Regions from separate parts of the Mus musculus genome. Here regions 1 and 2 are each linked to region 3. The links are chromatin contacts, called in public Hi-C and promoter capture Hi-C maps. All regions are on one chromosome and are shown on one strand. The core of a region is the stretch at or near the end of the contact, and the rest is flanking DNA. Distances in the headings are between cores, read along the strand shown.

What was found. Promoter capture Hi-C pulls out the DNA fragments that hold promoters and counts their contacts. Hi-C and Micro-C count contacts between places; a contact is called where the count stands out from the background.
Region 1: a Hi-C map of uterus shows a contact between it and region 3, with 7 times the contacts expected there. The contact joins the promoter of Dram2 here to the promoter of Prmt6 in region 3. A contact is called at or near these places in 1 of 39 promoter capture datasets (pre-B cells) and 1 of 484 Hi-C or Micro-C datasets (uterus).
Region 2: a contact with region 3 is called in a promoter capture Hi-C map of liver, with 3 times the contacts expected there. The contact joins the promoter of Atp5pb here to the promoter of Prmt6 in region 3. A contact is called at or near these places in 1 of 39 promoter capture datasets (liver) and 1 of 484 Hi-C or Micro-C datasets (muscle stem cells).

Annotation. Positions count from the first base shown.
Region 1 is chr3:106,546,369-106,549,068 of GRCm38.p6, reverse strand. It overlaps Dram2 (DNA-damage regulated autophagy modulator 2), which reads right to left and starts at 1,271. Exons shown (of 9, transcript NM_026013.3): 1 at 1,149-1,271. Cept1 (choline/ethanolaminephosphotransferase 1) reads left to right here and starts at 1,267. Exons shown (of 9, transcript NM_133869.4): 1 at 1,267-1,389.
Region 2 is chr3:105,957,933-105,960,632 of GRCm38.p6, reverse strand. It overlaps Atp5pb (ATP synthase peripheral stalk-membrane subunit b), which reads left to right and starts at 1,370. Exons shown (of 7, transcript NM_009725.5): 1 at 1,370-1,485; 2 at 1,735-1,771. The coding sequence starts at 1,446. Wdr77 (WD repeat domain 77) reads right to left here and starts at 1,135. Exons shown (of 10, transcript NM_027432.3): 1 at 935-1,135; 2 at 495-680. The coding sequence starts at 1,049.
Region 3 is chr3:110,249,622-110,252,321 of GRCm38.p6, reverse strand. Prmt6 (protein arginine N-methyltransferase 6) reads left to right here and starts at 1,323. Exons shown (of 1, transcript NM_178891.5): 1 at 1,323-2,700. The coding sequence starts at 1,351. The coding sequence ends at 2,487.

The DNA.
Region 1 (2,700 bases), core at 22-2,521, 3.7 Mb after region 3:
AAAGCTTTAAGATGACTTAAAAATATATAAGAAAACTTCACACAACAGTAAGGATATTTAACAAATTTTTTTGCATCTCTTACCCATCTCCTCTGCTTACTTTGAAGCTCCATGAGTCAGAAATCCAGTTACATTTTTTATTTTCATAAGCATTTAAAAGCCACTGGTAATAAAAAGAACCTTTTTAATGTTGTCTCTTCTAAGTGGTAATAACTAAAGAATAACAAAAGTGTAAACTCTGGATGTTCCAAGTGAATGAACAGGTGGCCCCAGGTTTTTTTCAGAGGCGAATAGAAATATCAGGCCACAAACAAAGCATAACAAGGACTATTTTCCTAAATTCTAATATGGCCTCTTGACAAATGTAACATTTTCCAATGGCTAATCTCAAAGCATCTAGTTTCACTGCCAATAAATTAAAATTTGATAACGCAGCCCCGATAGATTAAAAAAATGTTGCATTCGGTATGTAAATTAAAATTGGGAAAGCTGGAAAACTTATTCCTGTCTCAGTGCTTTACAAAGGAAAGCAGCTGTTAGGATTCCCAGGACTTGTGATTTCCTTTCAACTAGGGACCACTCCCTTTGAAACACAATCATGGGGTGGAGACAGAGCTCTGTGTAAACACAAGGTCACCACTGGTCTCAGTTTTGAACTTCCTCAGCCCCAACCAAGTAGAAATAAGGGCACAGGGATGACAAAGGGTATTAGGGCAAAGGTTTCCTTAGTTGATTCAACAAAAGCAACCCCTTGCACACACACTCCTAAGTCTTGTAGTACAAGAGTTTCACTGTCCCTGGCACCAGAAAAATATAAGGGACACCATGCTTGGCACGACGCATCGCTTGGGATGAAGTGGTGGTAGAGGTACTAAAGAAGAGAAAAAGTAGGACGCGGAGACCTCAGCCTAGTTGTCATCTCCCGTGATTCGTGGGTTCCCGGAGCTGGCTCGCGACTCTAGTCGTGGGTGTCACGAAGTTCACGGAACCAGGTGAAGCTACCGAGGTTCGCGTGGCTCGCGCGCCCGTGGGACCAAGGGGGCTCGCGTTGTGCCCTCGCTCTTGGCTTGCGAACCACACTTCGACACAGCACCCAAGTAGAAAACCTGCCGAGCGCCAGGCCAGGCACTTTTCCCCCTCCCACTCACCTTCTTTCCTGTCCCCGACCAGCCAGCTCCAGCCTCAAAGTGCAGAACAGGCCCACTGTAGGAGCCTGGGCGGAGCCCCGGGGCGCGCTCCCGAGTAGCTCGGAGGCGCGCCTCAACCTTTTCTGAGTCCCCCCTCTTTACGGCAATCGTGAAAGTGTCGTGAACGTGCTGCCGCCTATCAGTCACTCAGTCGCCTGGAGTCGGAGTTGCTATTTCTAGGCTTGTGCTTGTTGGGTTCGGGGTAAGGCTGCGGGGGCCCGGCCTAGGGAAGGGGCGGGGATGTTGCGGACGTGGCGGGGCGGTTTTGTCCCGGGAGGAGCGGAGCGAGGGCCGGAGGCTCTGGGCTAGACAGAACTGGGTAGCTGCGGACGGACTAGCTGAAGGGGAACGCCGTCCTTGCTGGCGCTGGGTGGCCTCGCGCGCGGGGTTGTGGGCACGGCGAGGGGCGACGGCCAGTCCCGAAGGCTCCGGAGTCGGAGGTGGAGGGGCGCCTGCGCGGTATGCGAGCCGTGGTCGTGGGAGGGAGCACCCCAGGCTAACCCCCGGTGAGCCGAGGGCTGGGGCGCTGGCTTCGCGGAACCGACCTTGTCTGGCGGGTCCACACCCTCCTGGCCCGGTGTTGCCAAGTCCAAGAACCGTGCAGCATCCTGTGCGGTCTTTGCTGTCCTTTTGGGAGGCGGTTAGTGATGTTTCCTGGCTCGGGCCACGCTTCTTGTTGGGCAACTTTTCTAGAAATTTCAACCCATATTGACAGGCTCAGAGATTGCCAGCTAGAGTTTTATTTCAGTCGCGTTCTTAGAAGGAGATTGCTGGGGTTTTTGCCTGTGTTCCCAGGAATGCTTGGCTGAACCTCAAGCTTTACATTTTACCGAGTTTGAGTTTTCCAGTTTGATGCTTGGCATTTTGATACCAGTTTTTACCAATGTTGTATCATTGCTGTTGAATATATGGCATTGCTAAAACTCTAACTCACCAGGCAACGTCTATTGCAGCAGGAGGCAAATTCATAGTCAGTTTTCAACGAGTATAGGAACTTTGTAAGTTGTTAGAATATTTCCTTTCTACTTTACAACTGTCAGGAATGTGTTCAGAATGTGTGTTGAATTGACTGGCTCAAACACAAGGAAACTGTATAAGACATTTGGAGCATTACCAATTTAAAACTATTGGCATTCGATGAGATTTGAAGCTTCAAAATCATTTTGCTACATATTTAGCCTATGCTGAGAATAACTGAAGTCCCTGTACAGCTGGTCATAAAGACACAACCCTTCCTTTTAAGAAACGAAGTAGGTAAATCTGACTCTCACATTACCAATTACATTTTATTGCATAGCACTTTCTTTTCTAAACTACATTTTGCTTTCTTCTTCTTCTTCTTCTTCTTCTTCTTCTTCTTCTTCTTCTTCTTCTTCTTTTCTTCTTTTCTTCTTTTTTTTATGGTTGGTTGGGTTTTTTTTCTAGACAAAGTTTCACTATGTATCCTTGGCTGTTCTGGTACTTGCTGTGTAGACCAGATCCGCACCAACTCAGGGATCCCCCTGCTTCTCTC
Region 2 (2,700 bases), core at 121-2,620, 4.3 Mb after region 3:
CTATACCCAGCTTCCACCAACTTATATAAATTCTGACTTTCTTTAATCTGCTTAATTCTGAGAACTCCATACACGCATACAATGTAGTCTGACTATATTCATCCCTAGCTTGTCCAACATTTACCCTCCATCACCTACCAACTTCATTTCTTTGTCTTTTTTAATGCCAAAGCCTACATTTCTCAGCCTGACACTCAAAGAAAGGTGGGATTAAGGACTGTCCAGTGACAGAGCAGTTGCCTAGCAAGGTGAGTCAATTCACAGCACATAGCAAACACAACAGCAAAAGAAAACAGGAGGCTAGGCACGGTGGCACACGTCTTTAATTACAGCACAGAGGAAGACTTCTGTGAGTTCAAGGCCAGCCTGGTCTACTTAGTTTCTGGGACAGCCAAGCCAATAAGGTAAACAACCCTGCTTCTAAATAATAAAACACCTTTTCCCATCCTACCCTGTACCCAACTCTTCAATTCCAGGGGAGGGGGATCACTCACCTGAATCAGAAGCCACTAGGATACCTTTGTCCCCCACCCAAGTGAGGTCAGCTACTCCAGCCTCGGTCTGGACGCCAGCAGAGCAGAAACCTTCGTTGGGGGCCGCACTAGGATCCTTGAAAAACCACAGAGAACCTACCCAGCAGCGACCACTCAGGCTGGAGACCCCGAGCAGAAGGGAACCATCTACGGTGGGGAGAGCAAAGTTATAAGGTGTCAGATGGAAGGCCTTGTTTCTATGGTAACCTCACAGAACCCCGTGGCGGGACCAGTCTGAATCTGAGATCGGATTTGTGGAGCTGAGCTGGGGCAGGGCCAGGACGCCAGGTATGGCCGAGGAGGGCCACACGGCGCTGGGAGGACTCGAGAGGGTCAGCACCGGGAGAGGGCACCCGAGACTGGGGGTAAAGGGGCTTCCAGGCCCCGGGATCTCGGCTCACCAGACCGGTACCGTGCAGCCTCCAATTGACGTTCCATGCATGCGGGCGCATTGGGGGGCAGGTTCCACTCGCGGGCCGCCGGGGGCACGAGCGGAGGAGGGGTGTCCTTCCGCATCTCCACGATTCCAAATCTAACCTAGACCCAGACTCGACGAGAGACCCTGACTCGGCGCCGGAGGGACCGCACACGTGGTGTACCTCTGCGCAACCGCCCCTCTCCGAGGGAATTCGCTCTACTTCTCGCGAGAATTGTGTCTACCCTTCCAGCCTGCTTTTCCGTCTCCTGTCCCCGCAGCGGGATTTTGTTTGTTTCCCTCCCTCAGCCCCACCCATTTTTTCTCCTCTTCTCGCGATAGTGGGGAGGGGGCGGGGAAAAAGCCGAGAACTTCCGAGAAAAAGCGAGCTGATCTCTTCTCGCGAGATGTGCGAGCGGCCATCTTGCTCCTGCCCCTGACAGGCTCGGGTCGGGGTCACAGGGACACGGAGCCCGCTGTCCCGCTCTTCGCAGACAATGCTGTCCCGGGTGGTGCTTTCTGCTGCCGCCACAGCGGGTGAGAGACGTAGAGCCTAGGTTAGCGTAGCAGGGTGACTAGGAAGAAGCCAGGCCGGGGAGGCGGGAAGCGGGTAGAGGACGGACTGCGGCGTTTGGGCCCGAGCTCACCCACGGGAGCGATCTGGAGAGCTCCCGGGCCGCCCAGCATCTCAGGGCGCGGCAGAGACGGATGCCAGGGCCGACACCCGGGAAGGTAGAAACGCGATTTCTCCTTGACTTTGCTAACCTCCGTCTTGTGTATTTCCAGCCCCGTGTCTGAAGAACGCGGCCGCCCTAGGTCCAGGGTGAGTGTCACCACGTCTTATTCTCTTTCCATTTCCTAGCGTCAAGCCAAAAATTGCTGTTTTCCTTCACGTTAGCCAGCTTGCATACTCATTCGGACGTTTGTTCTTCTAATTGCCTTGAACATGATCCTGTTCCTTCCTCTGACAAACACCAAAGAGAGGCTCACCCCTCGTTGTGACCTTCAGCGACACACAACCAAGTTACTGGCTTACTTACCCCCAAGGACAGATCTGGTTAAATACAGCAAAATAAAACCTATTGTTTTGGGTGTCTTCCAGATTTCCATCTTTTATTAACCATATCAGGAGGCCGAAAACACATATGGCTTCGTAAATGCTTGTGTTGATGATCACATAATGTGACAGTGGATAACTTTGTGGAGATCACAGTAACAACCCTAGTCCTAGAGACAGCTACACAGTAGCTCCATCCTCTAATCCGTCAGTAAGACTCAACTCGTGAGGATGCTTTGAGTCTGACTACTTTCACTACCATTGTTACAGCATGAAGCCGCTGCCCACAGTTCTGAAATGGACAATTTCACTAGGCTTTCAGTCTTAACATCTGTTTTTATCCCAATACAGTCCATTCTCAATGTAGCAGAGAGATCTTGGCAGTTCCCCCCACTTAAAACCCTTCAGAGCTCATATCCCTATTGCAATAAAATCTAAACATAGCAAAACCAAGAAAACCTGAATTAACCTCATCTGTGTCTTGGGTCTTTTTTTATGTACTGTTAATGCCAGCCCTGCTTTCTCCAAAGAATGTCAAACTCTTTTTTTTTTTTTTAATAATTTTATTTTTGTGTGCGTGTGTGCTTGCAGAGGCAGAGAAAAAGGTATTAGATCTGCAGCTGGAGTTAGAGGTTGCTGTGGGCAGCCCAGCATAGGTTCTGGGAACCAAATCTGGTCCTGTGAAGAGCAGTAAG
Region 3 (2,700 bases), core at 74-2,573:
TATATAAGCTGGTCACCAAAGACACTGGAAATGGGTTTGAGAATATCATACCCTTGATGTTAATTGTTCTTTAGTTTGAACTACAGAAGTTTCAGAACAGGACTCAAGACCAAGTAAACTATTCTCCAGAGACACAGTGGTGGCTGATACATTTCATGGCCACAGCACTTCTTCAGTATTTGCCCTGGAGCTTAACGTACCTCAGGGATCACTTTGGACTCAGAATCAAGATCTTGTATTATTTGGTTTTCACTTTGCGTCATACATATTCTTTGTATCCTAACTCTGGTTAGAACAGAGAGTTTGGTGAGTTACAACTGTCAGAGAAGGGACAAGAACTGTGCCACATAATTCAGTAGTGGGGGGCGGGGGAGGTCCTGTGAGGGAAACATAGACTTGTAGCTGTAAGTGGTGTGCCTACATCAAGAATGTGTAAAAATGAGTGTAGTGACTATTCCTGGCTATCATCAACTAGACTATATCTGGAGTGAACTACAGTCCAGAATTGGAAGGCTCACTCACCTGTGATCTTGAGGCTGAAAGACACAGGTTTCTGACTTGAACCGAGTGGAGGTTTTTTTGTTTGTTTATTTTTTCTTTGAGGCAGGGTTTCTCTGTGTAGCCTTGGCTGTATTAGAACTCACTCTGTAGACCAGGCTGGCCTCGAACTCAGAAATTCGCCTGCCTCTGCCTCCCAAGTGTTGGGTTTAAAGGCGTGAGCCACCACGCCCGGCCTTGGCAGGAAGATCTTGAGGCATATGGCCATGAAAAGTTTAGCCTCAGGCAAGGTAGTACATGCCTTTAATCCCAGGAAACTTGAGACAAAAGCTCAAGGTCAGCCTGGGAAAAGGAAGTCCCAGATCCGGAAGTGGTGATACACACCTTTATTCTGGGACACACCTGCGGGAGGCCTACATAAGGTCACTGGAAGAAGGAAAACTCACTTTTTCTGCCAGGACGCCGTGTGGGACTGAGCAGCTGCTAGATCCTTGGATTTTCATTCACAGCTGCTGCTGACCATCTTTGGGGACTACAGATTGTAAGTCATCAACAAATTCTCTTACTCTACAGAGGCTACCCATACGTTCTGTGACTCTAGAGAACCCTGACAAGGGGTAAAAGGAAAGGGCAAAAACTGAAAGGATCTCGGGAAAATAGTGTGGTCTTAGAGAACAACTTGTCATGGCGTTAGAGGAAAATAACGGTGTGCCAAGATTGACTCTGGTTGAGCCTCTGCCCTCAGGAAGCGGGATGCAGGAAGCGGACTACGAATCCCAGCAGGCCCCGGGGACTCTGAGCCTGCGCACCGCACCGCGCAACGAATGCTGGGGGTCGGCTGCCGGGGCCAAGATGTCGCTGAGCAAGAAAAGAAAGCTTGAGTCGGGGGACAGCGGAGGCGCCGGCGCCGGAGGGGAGGGAGCCGAGGAGGAAAATGGCGGGGAGCAGGAGGCGGCCCCGCCACGACCCCGGAGGACCAAGAGCGAGCGGGACCAGCTGTACTACGAGTGCTACTCCGACGTCTCGGTCCACGAGGAGATGATCGCCGACCAGGTCCGCACCGAAGCCTACCGCTTAGGCATCCTGAAGAACTGGGCCGCGCTGCGAGGCAAGACGGTGCTGGACGTGGGCGCGGGCACCGGCATTCTCAGCATCTTCTGTGCCCAGGCCGGGGCACGGCGCGTGTACGCGGTGGAGGCCAGCGCCATCTGGCAACAGGCCCGGGAGGTGGTGCGGCTCAACGGGTTGGAGGACCGCGTGCACGTCCTGCCGGGCCCGGTGGAGACCGTGGAGCTGCCGGAGCGAGTGGACGCCATCGTCAGCGAGTGGATGGGCTACGGACTTCTGCACGAGTCCATGCTGAGCTCCGTGCTCCACGCGCGGACCAAATGGCTGAAGGAGGGCGGTCTCCTCCTGCCAGCTTCCGCGGAGCTCTTCGTGGCCCCGATTAGCGACCAGATGCTCGAGTGGCGTCTGGGTTTCTGGAGCCAGGTGAAGCAGCACTATGGCGTGGATATGAGCTGCATGGAGAGCTTCGCCACGCGCTGCCTCATGGGCCATTCGGAGATCGTGGTGCAGGATCTGTCCGGAGAGGACGTGCTGGCCCGGCCGCAGCGCTTTGCCCAGCTCGAGCTGGCCCGAGCCGGCCTGGAGCAGGAGCTGGAGGCTGGTGTGGGCGGGCGCTTCCGCTGCAGCTGCTATGGTTCCGCGCCTCTACATGGTTTCGCCGTCTGGTTTCAAGTGACCTTTCCCGGAGGGGACTCGGAGAAACCTCTGGTGCTGTCCACCTCGCCTTTTCACCCGGCCACCCACTGGAAGCAGGCGCTCCTCTACTTGAACGAGCCGGTGCCGGTGGAACAAGATACGGACATTTCCGGAGAGATCACCCTGCTGCCCTCCCCGGACAACCCCCGGCGTCTGCGCATACTTCTGCGCTACAAAGTGGGAGACCATGAGGAAAAGACCAAAGACTTTGCCATGGAGGACTGAGCGTTGCCTTTTCTCCCCCTCCACCTTCTTCGGAAGGTCCGAAGAGAAAGGGAGATCGCCTATGCAAGTTGGGGACATAGCTGTCTCTTTTACCTCACCGCTCCAGTCTTCATTTGAGGACATTCTTCTGGCAGTGTTTATTTTAAAAGTGAGCATCCCTGACCAAGGACTGATGCAGTGTGCTTACTAACGGGCTTTTAAACCTGGAAAGCA